Linked DNA regions of Pan troglodytes: region 1 is linked to region 2. A link is a contact called in public HiChIP or PLAC-seq data. All regions are on one chromosome and are shown on one strand. The core of a region is the stretch at or near the end of the contact, and the rest is flanking DNA. Distances in the headings are between cores, read along the strand shown.

What was found. HiChIP or PLAC-seq counts read pairs in DNA pulled down with a chosen protein or histone mark.
Region 1: an H3K4me3 HiChIP or PLAC-seq map of stem cell-derived excitatory neurons shows a contact between it and region 2, with 2.6 times the contacts expected there. The contact joins the promoter of FBXO2 here to the promoter of CLCN6 in region 2. A contact is called at or near these places in 1 of 7 Hi-C or Micro-C datasets (stem cell-derived neural progenitor cells) and 1 of 1 datasets of contacts at active chromatin or transcription factors (stem cell-derived excitatory neurons).

Annotation. Positions count from the first base shown.
Region 1 is chr1:220,337,433-220,342,385 of NHGRI_mPanTro3-v2.0_pri, reverse strand. FBXO2 (F-box protein 2) reads right to left here and starts at 1,772. Exons shown (of 6, transcript XM_514389.7): 1 at 1,642-1,772. The coding sequence starts at 1,663. It overlaps FBXO44 (F-box protein 44), which reads left to right and starts at 2,166. Exons shown (of 9, transcript XR_010148253.1): 1 at 2,166-2,278; 2 at 3,127-3,421.
Region 2 is chr1:220,183,415-220,188,459 of NHGRI_mPanTro3-v2.0_pri, reverse strand. It overlaps CLCN6 (chloride voltage-gated channel 6), which reads left to right and starts at 1,331. Exons shown (of 23, transcript XR_679837.5): 1 at 1,331-1,469; 2 at 2,251-2,310. It overlaps MTHFR (methylenetetrahydrofolate reductase), which reads right to left and starts at 1,269. Exons shown (of 12, transcript XM_001141040.7): 1 at 1,008-1,269.

The DNA.
Region 1 (4,953 bases), core at 523-3,022, 150 kb before region 2:
CTGACCTACGGATGGGGAGTTCCCGTGGGCTAGGCCCTGGAGAGCCAAGGCGGTGGTGGGAACAGGCCAGGCACTGGGGAAGGGGACAGGTGGCAGGACCCAGACCCAAGTCTCCAGGCCCACCAGCCCCTAACCTCCTCATATGCAGCCTCTCCTCCCTGCCCAACCCACAGTCAGGCCCTTGAGAGCTTTCACAGAGCCCAGAGCACACAGTGAGTCCTCAGTCAATCTTACTGAGTGAACCTCATTGAACACAGCACTTCTCCTTCCTTATTAGCATTTTTTTGGCCACATCTTTATGATGTGGGGATTTACACCGGCCCCTTTGGCAAAGAGGAAACTGAGGCCAAAAAAGGCTTAACAGCTTCTCCCAGACCACATCGCAGAACAGCAGGAAGACAGAGGAAAATGCCAGGCCCTGAAGTCACATCGCCTGCCCAGGCGGATGCCCACAGCTCTCTGGGGAGCTAGGCCCAGTGTCCTCACCTCTCCAGCCCTCCCTCCGGCCCTGGCCCCATCGGACACCTGATGCTCCCCGAAAGGTGCACCTCACCCAGTCCCCTCTTCTGGCCCCGGGGCCTGGCACTCGAGGCCCCAGATCCAATTACAGCTCCCCCCACCCTCTCTCTTACACACACAACTCCCCACATTGTTGCCGGCGGAAAGTTATCTGGCCCCTGGAAGCTGCCTGCCTGCGAGGCTGATTCACTCACCTGGAGTGGGCCCCAGAGTCCAGGGAATAGCTCAGCCCTGGGAAAAAGCAGGAGCCAGTTCTGGAGCCCTACAGAGGGTGTGGCCAGAAGGCCGTGGATTGGGAGCAAGGGCTGCAGGAGCTGGAATTTTCAGGGCTGGAGGCGGGGGAATGGGGGGTGAGGGGGGGCCTGAGCTTTCATCAGTCTGTTTGCCACCGCCTAACCCAAGCAATGCCCATCCCCAGCTGGACCTGATGAGGAAAGAGTGAGGGCTGTCTGCAGGCAGGTCTTGTTTCCATCCTGACTCAGCAGGCAACCCCTGCAGGCCCCGCAGGGAGTTGGAGGGATGGGGGTGAGGGGTCTTGGGTGCCAGAGAGGATGATTGGGCAGCCTGGGAAGGCCCTGAGCACCAGCCAAAGCTGCCCCCAACGCTCCCTCACTGCTAGTCGGGTCCCCACTGGGCATCTCACTACCCCGGGGAGGGGCAGCCCCTCCAGACAAGGGAGCTCAGGAGGAAGGCAGGAATAGGTGAGGCCAGGCCTGGGACCCCAAGGAACCCACGGGGATTCAGACGGTCCAAGGCCCAGAGCTGGAAGAGCTGATGAAAGAAAAGGCTCGCAGCCTCCCTCCCAGACGCATCCCAGGCCCCCGCCAGACAGACCCTCAGGAAGCTGGGAGGCGGGAATGTGGGGGTCCTCTGGTGCTACTTCCTGGCTAAATGGGACCCAGGAGTTCTCTCTCCTTGCCAGTCGCCTCTCAAGGCCTCCCGCCAGACCAAGATAGCAGAGAGACGTGCTCTTTGGAGACCGCCTCTAGGACTTCGCTGGCGTGAAAGTTTGCCGCGCCAGGTCTCCGGGTCCCCTCGCTCTCTGACGCCCCTCTGTGCAGCGCTCGCCCGCCGACCCCATCTCCCCTCCCCGCCGCAGCGAGCGGTCCAGGCGGCGGCTACCTGGGTCACCGTCTCCGTCCATCGCTGCGGAGGGCGGTCGCGAGAGAAGGAGGAGTCGGAGCGCTGCGGGCTGCGCGAGTCCCGGGGCGGCGAGTCCCGGCGCTGTCCGCGTCTGTGTCGGTCCCGGCGACCGCGCCTCTTAAAGGCCCCCGACCCGACCCGCCCCGCCCCGCCTCTGGCCCCGCGCCCGGCCGCCCCGCAGTCCCAGCAGTCTGCTCGAGGCCCGGGGCTGCGGGTTCCTCAGCGGACCGAGGAGGCTGGGAAAGGTCAGGAGTCGTTTTTTTTCCAGCTGGGGAGGGGTCCGATTTGGGGCATCTCGCAGCTCGCTCCTGGGGGACTGCTGGGAGGAGGCGGCTAGGGGAGGCACGGAGAGGCTGGGTCAGGCCGAGGGTGCGGGGCGGGTGGCCCAGGCGGAGTCGGGGTATAGGAGGTGCCTTCCGCCCCACCCCCCACACCAGGTAATTTTCCTACGACGCGGTGGGGGTGCGTCCCTGGCCCAGCGCTGCGCGGGGCGGGGCGCGGGGCGCGGGGGCGGGGCCTGGCGGGCCGGGGCGGGGCCTCGCTTCCCAGGCAAGCGCAGGTCCAGGCGGTGCAGCTTGGGCGGCCCAGCGGATCGTGCCGCGGCGGCAGAGCGCAGGTGACCGGCAGGAGGGGGCGCGGGGGGCGCTGGGGAGGGGGCGCGGCTGGGCGGGGGCTGCCGGGAAGGCTCCTGGGTTCCGGGTCGCGCCGCAGTTGCCGAGGGAGGCCTGGCACCGACTAGGCCCAGGCCGCCGAGCTTGCCCGGGCTGCGCTGCGCGGCTGCGAACGGGGGCTGGGGTCGCCATCGATGTACAGGGGTCCGAGCCCAGACTTTGGGGGGCATTTTAAGGCACAGCGTGGGAAGGGGAGGCTGCAGGCGCGCTGGCGGACTTGGGGCTGGCGGAGCCCAGCCGCGGGGCTGGGGGTGGGGGTGGGGAGATAGGAAGGGCCCTTCCCTGTCGCCCACCCTCTTGCCACTCCCACCTAGGCAGGAGATCATGTCCTCTGAGATCTTGAGAAGGTGGCTGGAGCCCTTTGGACCTCCGCGGGAGGCAGTGATAATTAGCCTCCTCCTCCCATCATGTTCTGAGGATGGGAGAGAGGATGGTGACGGCACCGGAGGCCTGGGGTGCTCTGCCCGGCTGCGCATTATATCCCCATTAAAGACTGGCCTACTGAAAAAGGCTGGCCCTGGAATCAAAGAAGATCCGGGCTCCTTCCCCCTCTGCCCTTATTTTTGACCTTGGGCAGTGCCTTCCACCTCTATTGTGAGAGGCCAGAGAAAAAAAATCAGAGCTCACCTTTTATTAAAGTACCTGATGTGTCCCAAGCTCCTTGGACCGCCCCAGTGACCCCTGGAGGTAAGGCATCCATTTACAGAGAAGGAAACAGGCTGGGAGAGGCACCATGCTCTCCCGAGATAAATGGCAGAGCAGGGATGAGGCCTGCAGCATAGCTTTTCAACAGCTACAGGAGGGTGTCCAGAAGCCACAAGCCATGGCTGTGGGGAACATCAACGAGCTGCCCGAGAACATCCTGCTGGAGCTGTTCACGCACGTGCCCGCCCGCCAGCTGCTGCTGAACTGCCGCCTGGTCTGCAGCCTCTGGCGGGACCTCATCGACCTCGTGACCCTCTGGAAACGCAAGTGCCTGCGAGAGGGCTTCATCACCGAGGACTGGGACCAGCCCGTGGCCGACTGGAAGATCTTCTACTTCTTACGGAGCCTGCACAGGAACCTCCTGCACAACCCGTGCGCTGAAGGTGGGGTACAGGCCGGGTCTGGCATGCCTCCAGTACACAGTCATGACACCAGGAACATGTATTGAGCACTTAGTGTGAGCCGGGTACTTTGGATGGTTTAACACCTTTACTTCTCTCACAGTAACCCAAAGAGGTAGCTACTGTTAGTGCACACATTTTTCAGATGGGCAAACTGAGGCCAAGAGTGGTGTTTCTTATTCTTACTATACTTTCTTTTTTTTTTTTTTTTTTTTTTTGAGACGGAGTTTCACTCTGTCACCCAGGCTGGAGTACAGTGACACAATCTTGGCTCACTGTAACCTCCACCTCCCAAGTTCAGCCTCCCAAGTAGCTGGGATTACAGGCATGTGCCACCACACCTGGCTAATTTTTTTTTTTTTTTTAGGTGGAGTCTCGCTCTGTTGCCCAAGCTGGAGTGCAATGGTGCGATCTTGGCTCACTGCAACCTCCACCTCCTGGGTTCAAGCGATTCTCCTGCCTCAGCCTCCCGAGTAGCTGGGATTACCGGTGCCCGCCACCACGCCCAGCTAATTTTTTGTATTTTTAATAGAGACACAGTTTCACCATGTTGGCCAGGCTGGTCTCAAACTCCTGGCCTCAAGTGATCCACCCACCTTGGCCTCCCAAAGTGCTAGGATTACACGCATGAGCCACCACACCCGGCCTCTTATTCTACTCTTAAGATTATTTCCCCAGTGACCTTTCCTAGGCAAGGGAATGTTGGTCAGCTGAGACTAATTCCGCTCAAGACACAAGGCCAGGAAGTCAGAGCCATATTTTGCTGGCCTAGTTTCTAGGCTCCAGGGTTGGGCCTACTGACATGGTCCCAGAGGGCCAAAAGGGTTTTGCTTGTGGAAGAATGGGAGATCCAGTCGTCTTCTCAGTATGTTACAACAACAGGTAAAGCAAGGCTTCCACTGATCCTTGCTTGCTATGTTGTTGGGTTGACACTGGGATGGCATGGGAACCTCATTTTCCACAACTTGACCAAATTCTGGAGCAAAATGATAATAAAACCACTCCTCCAAGCTGTCCATGAGCCAAATCTGGCTGAGGCATTAATAATTGTTCTAATAATTGTTTTTACATTTTAAAAGTGTTATAAAAAGAAGAAGAAACAACAAAAAACTATACAATAGAGATAGTTTATGGCCCACAAGTCCTAAAATATTTTCGCACTTTGCCAAAAAAGCTTCCCAGCCCCTATTCTTAACTCCAGTTTACAGAGGAGACAACTGAGGCTCAGAGAGGAAAAGCAACTGGCCTGAGGTCACACAGCTGAGTACTGGTAGAGCTGGGACTAGACCCAGGTCTGTCTGGCCCACATCAGAGCTTTCTCCATCACAGAAGGCAGCTGGGCTGGGTGCAGTGGCTCACACCTGTAATCCCAGCACTTTGGGAGGCCAAGGTGGGTGGATCATCTGAGGTCAGGAGATCGAGACCAGCTTGGCCAACATGGCGAAACACCGTCTCTACAAAAAAATACAAACATTAACCAGGTGTGGTGGCATGCACCTGTAATCCCAGCTACT
Region 2 (5,045 bases), core at 82-2,581:
CCTCAAACTCCAGATTCTCAGTGGGGATGGCTGTGGGGAGTGAGGAACGGGGGCGGAGGGGAGGAGTAACAGCAAGAGCAGCCAGTTGGCTTTCCTCCAGCGTTTAAGGGCGCACCTCGTTAATTGCTTGCTGGAACAGAACCTAGAGTAGGAGGAAGCTGAACCACCTGTAAATCCTCTGATTTTCAAAGACTTATTGCATTCCTAGTATATGCCAGGCATGTGCCATATTTGTAAGCCAACTCCCACGATTTATCCGTTATCAGCTGGACTCCCATAGCACCCTGGGTTGTAATTGTGGGTGAAAAGGCCTGTCTCCTTTCTCTTTCCCCAGTTCCCTGAGACCAGGACCGGTGTCCTGCCTGGGGTATCCCCAGAGTTTGGCACACGGCGATAGCCAACATTCACTGAGCGCCAAAGGGCCAGGTGCTGCCACTCTCTCAAAATAAGCCTCTGCCATTTACTGAACAACTAGTCTGCGCCAAGCACTGGGATACTAAGCCTACGACTCCCAGAAAGGTCCCGGCGGACCCCCGTGCGCAGCGGGACGCAGTGGGCGCCAGGGACCGCAGTGCCCCGGGCCCAGCGCTCTTCTCCAGGTGCTCCCCGGGGAGGCAGGTTTAAAAGGCAGGAGCCGGAAGCCGTCTCGGCGCCCAGGTGGCCGAGAATCCAGTCACCAGGTCACTGAGTCACCGATGGGGGCGAGGACACGGGCCTGGGCCGGTCAGAGGGGCGGGATCGTCACCCCTGGCTCAGGGGCCCCTCCGTCCAGGCAGGGAGCCAAAGTCAGTCTTCGCTTGAGGGTTGGCGGTCGCTGGAGGTGGTAGCCATTGGGAGTTACACTAATCCCGCGAAGGGTGCGCAGGGGAGGCGGCAGCCCCCACCCCAAGAAGAGAGGCAGGCCGGCCTCCAGCGCTCCCCGCCCACAAGCACGTCCTTGCCCCCGGGAGGTTGTTTGCCGGCTCCAGGATCTCCCTCCCGGCGACCCCGGCCTCGCCGTCACTCACCCTCCAGTCCCGGGTGACTCAGAACTCTCGGCCGCCGGCCGCACCACTGTGGCCGCTGCAGGGGCGGGGAACGCAGTGAAGGGGCGCGGCGCAGGTGTCAGGTTGCTGGAGAGGCGGGCCTACAGGGCGGAAATCACCGGCGCGGGTGACCGGAAGCCCCGCCCCCAACATGGCCGTGCCCACAGGTCTCGTTGGAGGCCGTGCCTTTATCGTCATGTGACGCGAGTCCTCGCCCCACCCGTCTGCAGCCACTCCCGGTCTCAGTCCCAGAGCTCGAGAGGGCCACGTGACCGTCCCGGGGCCAGTCACGTGAGGCGCAGATCCTGGCTGGGAGGGGGTTGCTAGAGGGGTCCAGAGTGGCAGTAAAAGAGGAAGATGGCGGGGTGCAGGGGGTCTCTGTGCTGCTGCTGCAGGTGGTGCTGCTGCTGCGGTGAGCGTGAGACCCGCACCCCCGAGGAGCTGGTAAGAAGCCGGCGGAGTCGGCCTGGGGAGGGGGCGGTTGCTAAGGGACTGAGAGAGGCGTTACCGGGGGTGGGGCCGGGCCAATCTGGGCCCGCAGGTGGCAGCGGGTGGGGCCTGGGGACCGCAGCCCGGGCTCTCGAAGCGTCTACCCTGCTTCACGTGCCTAAGTCTGGGGTCTTTTCTCATAACCCCTCCTGGAATCTGAGGGAGAATCCAGGCCAGCTCCAGTAAATCCCACCCATGTTTCCTTTTATTTCCATCTGAAAAGAGTTTGGAATGAAACAAGCGTTTTCAGAATGAGCTTCCTCACAGGACTTTGTGCTTATCATGCTGCTGTTTTAGCTTCTCCAGTCCTTTCTCACTCTATCCCTCACCCTTTCTGGGTCACTGACAGTCCAGCTTCCCCCTGCAAAGCATCCTGGGAAAACTTGAGTTGTGTTCCCAGAGTTGACAAGTCCTTTCTGATTTCAGATACGTCACACTGTCAAATGGAACCTGCATTTTTACCCCCCTCTTCAGCTGGCGTTGGACATCTTTGAGGTGTCCTGAAGAGGAGGGTGGTTATTTGGAGACTATCAGTGGAAATGAAGAGCTCAGCTGATGGCTGTAGATCCTCACCCACATGGTCCCTCACCCCCGAAAGGTTTTTTTTGAGGGCTGGTTCCTATTTGATAATGGCTCCAGATGATTTAGAAGGTAGCCACTGATTTCAGTAAATACTTCTGCCTCCTTCCACTCCTAACCACTAAAAAAGGCTCCCTCTGCGGATCTGTTTTTCTAGACCATCCTTGGAGAAACACAGGAGGAGGAGGATGAGATTCTTCCCAGGAAAGACTATGAGGTGAGCTCCTTTGATACTGCTTGGGCAACTAAAGTAGTGAGTGGCCTGGTCACTTCAGGCCGAAGCATTATGATTCCAACCAGAGATGCTCTTTGACCTTCTGGCCCAGGGAGTGAGTGGGTAAGAGAACTTCCTTCTAGGAAAGAGACTGTTTAGCAAGCCCTTTTCTCACCTTAACCCCAAAACAAGGTCTGGTGTTTTTACACGTTTATAAATCTGTGGCACCTTAACCTGGATAGAGTATGTATTTGCCATTAAACTGTTTGCTTTTACAGCTTACAGAGAGACTTAGAGTGAAAGGCACTGGCAGGCAGTATGTGCGCCTAACAGGTGTGTGCTCATAAACTGTTAAGGAGGCCTTGCTTCTCTTCTAGGAGAGCTTGCTTTTCAGATATTTTCTTGCTCAAGCAGCTTCTCTCTGACATGTTCTTGATTAAGTTCCAACTTTCATGTATGGGATTCTTAGAGTATGTGTTTTTAGTAAAGCCAACACTGCTGGGGTGAAACAACATGCGTGACTTTTTATCATTAAATTCTTAAACGGTATAAAGAAGGTAGAGAAAAGCCTATAACTCCATTCATTAAAAGATGACTGTTAACACCTTACTAAGTATCTTTCTACATCCTTACCCATGCTTTTATATACATGATACATGATTTTTTTAAGTAACAAAAATGAGATTCCACCAAATCATCTATTTTAATCTGTCCCACTCACCCCCTTTATTATACTTTTTGTATCATTAGGTAATTTTCCACAATCTTTTCTTTTTTTTGACAGAGTCTCACTCTTCCATAAATTCTTCATGCTGTAGAATTTAGTGTCAACGTTAGGATTTGTAGCACTTTTTTGTTTAACTTTTATTATGAAGGATTTCAACTATATGCAAAAACAATAATCTGTTGAAACCCCTTGTCCTCATCACACAGCTTCCACAGTGATTTAGCTCAAGCCCAGTCTTCTTTTGTCTGTGCTTTCGTTATCCATTTCTCCTTTCTCATATTATTATTATTTTTTATTGTGTGTGTGTGTTTGTGTGTGTGTGTGTGTGTGTGTGTGCGTGTATTTTAAAGTAAAGACAGTCTCCCTATGTTGCCCAGGCTGTTCTCGAACTCCTTGACACCAGCGATCCTCCCATGTCAGCCTCCCAAAGTTCTGGGATTACAGTCATGATCTACCATACCTGGCCGCCCTTCCCATGTTATTTTGAAAGAAATTCTGTACATCATATTATTTCACCCATAATTCTATATGCATCTCTAATGGATAAGGACTTTTAAAAAGCATAACCCAATACTATTACCACATCTAAAAAATTAGGAATTTCTCGATATCAAATATCTACTGTCCAGATTTTCCAGTTTTCTTGTAAATGTCATATGTATTTTAACTTTATTTGAATTAGGTTCCAAAAAAGGTCCTTTTTTATTTGTTTGATAAATCTGTTAAATCTCTTTTAATCTGTAGCTTCTTCCTTCATCTTTTTTTTTTTTTTGTAAGTTATTTGACAACATAATTAGGACCCTGGGATTTTCTACTGTCTAGATTTTGCCATTTGGAGCCGTTTGTATAGTTTAATATGCCACTCTGATGGGACTGCTTTGAATGAACCAAAAAGCACTATATCCACTGCTGTGTTTTCTTCTATTTCTTTTTTTTTTTCTTTTTTTAAAATTTGAGATGGAGTCTCACTCTTAGTGCCCAGGTTGGAGTGCAATGGCTCGATCTCAGCTCACTGCAACCTCCACCCCACCCTAGGTTCAAGCGGTTCTTCTGCCCCAGCCTCCCGATTAATTTTTGTATTTTTAGTAGAGATAGGGTTTCACCATGTTGGCCAGGCTGGTCTCGAACTCCTGACCTCAGGTGATACTGCTTCGGTCTCCCAAAGTGCTGGGATTACAGGTATGAGCCACTATACCTGGCCATTTTCTTCTGTTTCGTAAGTATTTGTTTTCTTGTACATAGTTGAGAAGTTTGCAGGAATTAGTATAAGATACTCCATATTGTTCTGTCACCTTGCACTCCCTCACTGAACCCTGTTACATCATCCTGACTGTATCACCAGGACTGAGACTGTCTCACAGCCTTCATCCTACTTCTAGGAGCTCACCAAGGCTTCCCCATTGACACCCAGGCTCCCTCACCCCTTCTACTAAATTGTACTTACATTTGTAATGCGCTTGCCTTCAACTGATATGCATATTCATGTAAATTTTTGTTGTTGTTGTCGTTGTTTGAGACAGAGTCTCACTCTGTCGCCCAGGCTGGAATGCAGTGGTACGGTCTCGGCTCACTGCAACCTCCACCCCCGCCTCTGAGTTCAAGCTGTTCTCCTATCTCAGCCTCCCAAGTAGCTGGGACTACATGCATACACCACCATGCCTGGCTAATTTTTGTATTTTTAGTAGAGATGGGGTTTCACCATGTTGGTCAGGCTGGTCTTGAACTCCTGACCTCAGGTGATCCACCCACCTCAGCCTCCCAAAGTACTGGGATTACAAGCGTGAGCCACCGCGCGTGGCCATATTCATGTACATTTCATGGGTTAATGTTCTTTTCATATTAGTCATTCATATTTCTCAACCATCTTCAAGAATGAGCTTCTTGAGAGCACTTGCTTTGTGTAAGAACAAATTCATTCAGGCACTTAAACAGAAAAGTCTGGATTTTATTTATTCAATAAATAAATCAACTTGACACAAAAAGTATAATAAAGAGGGGAGTGAGTGGGACA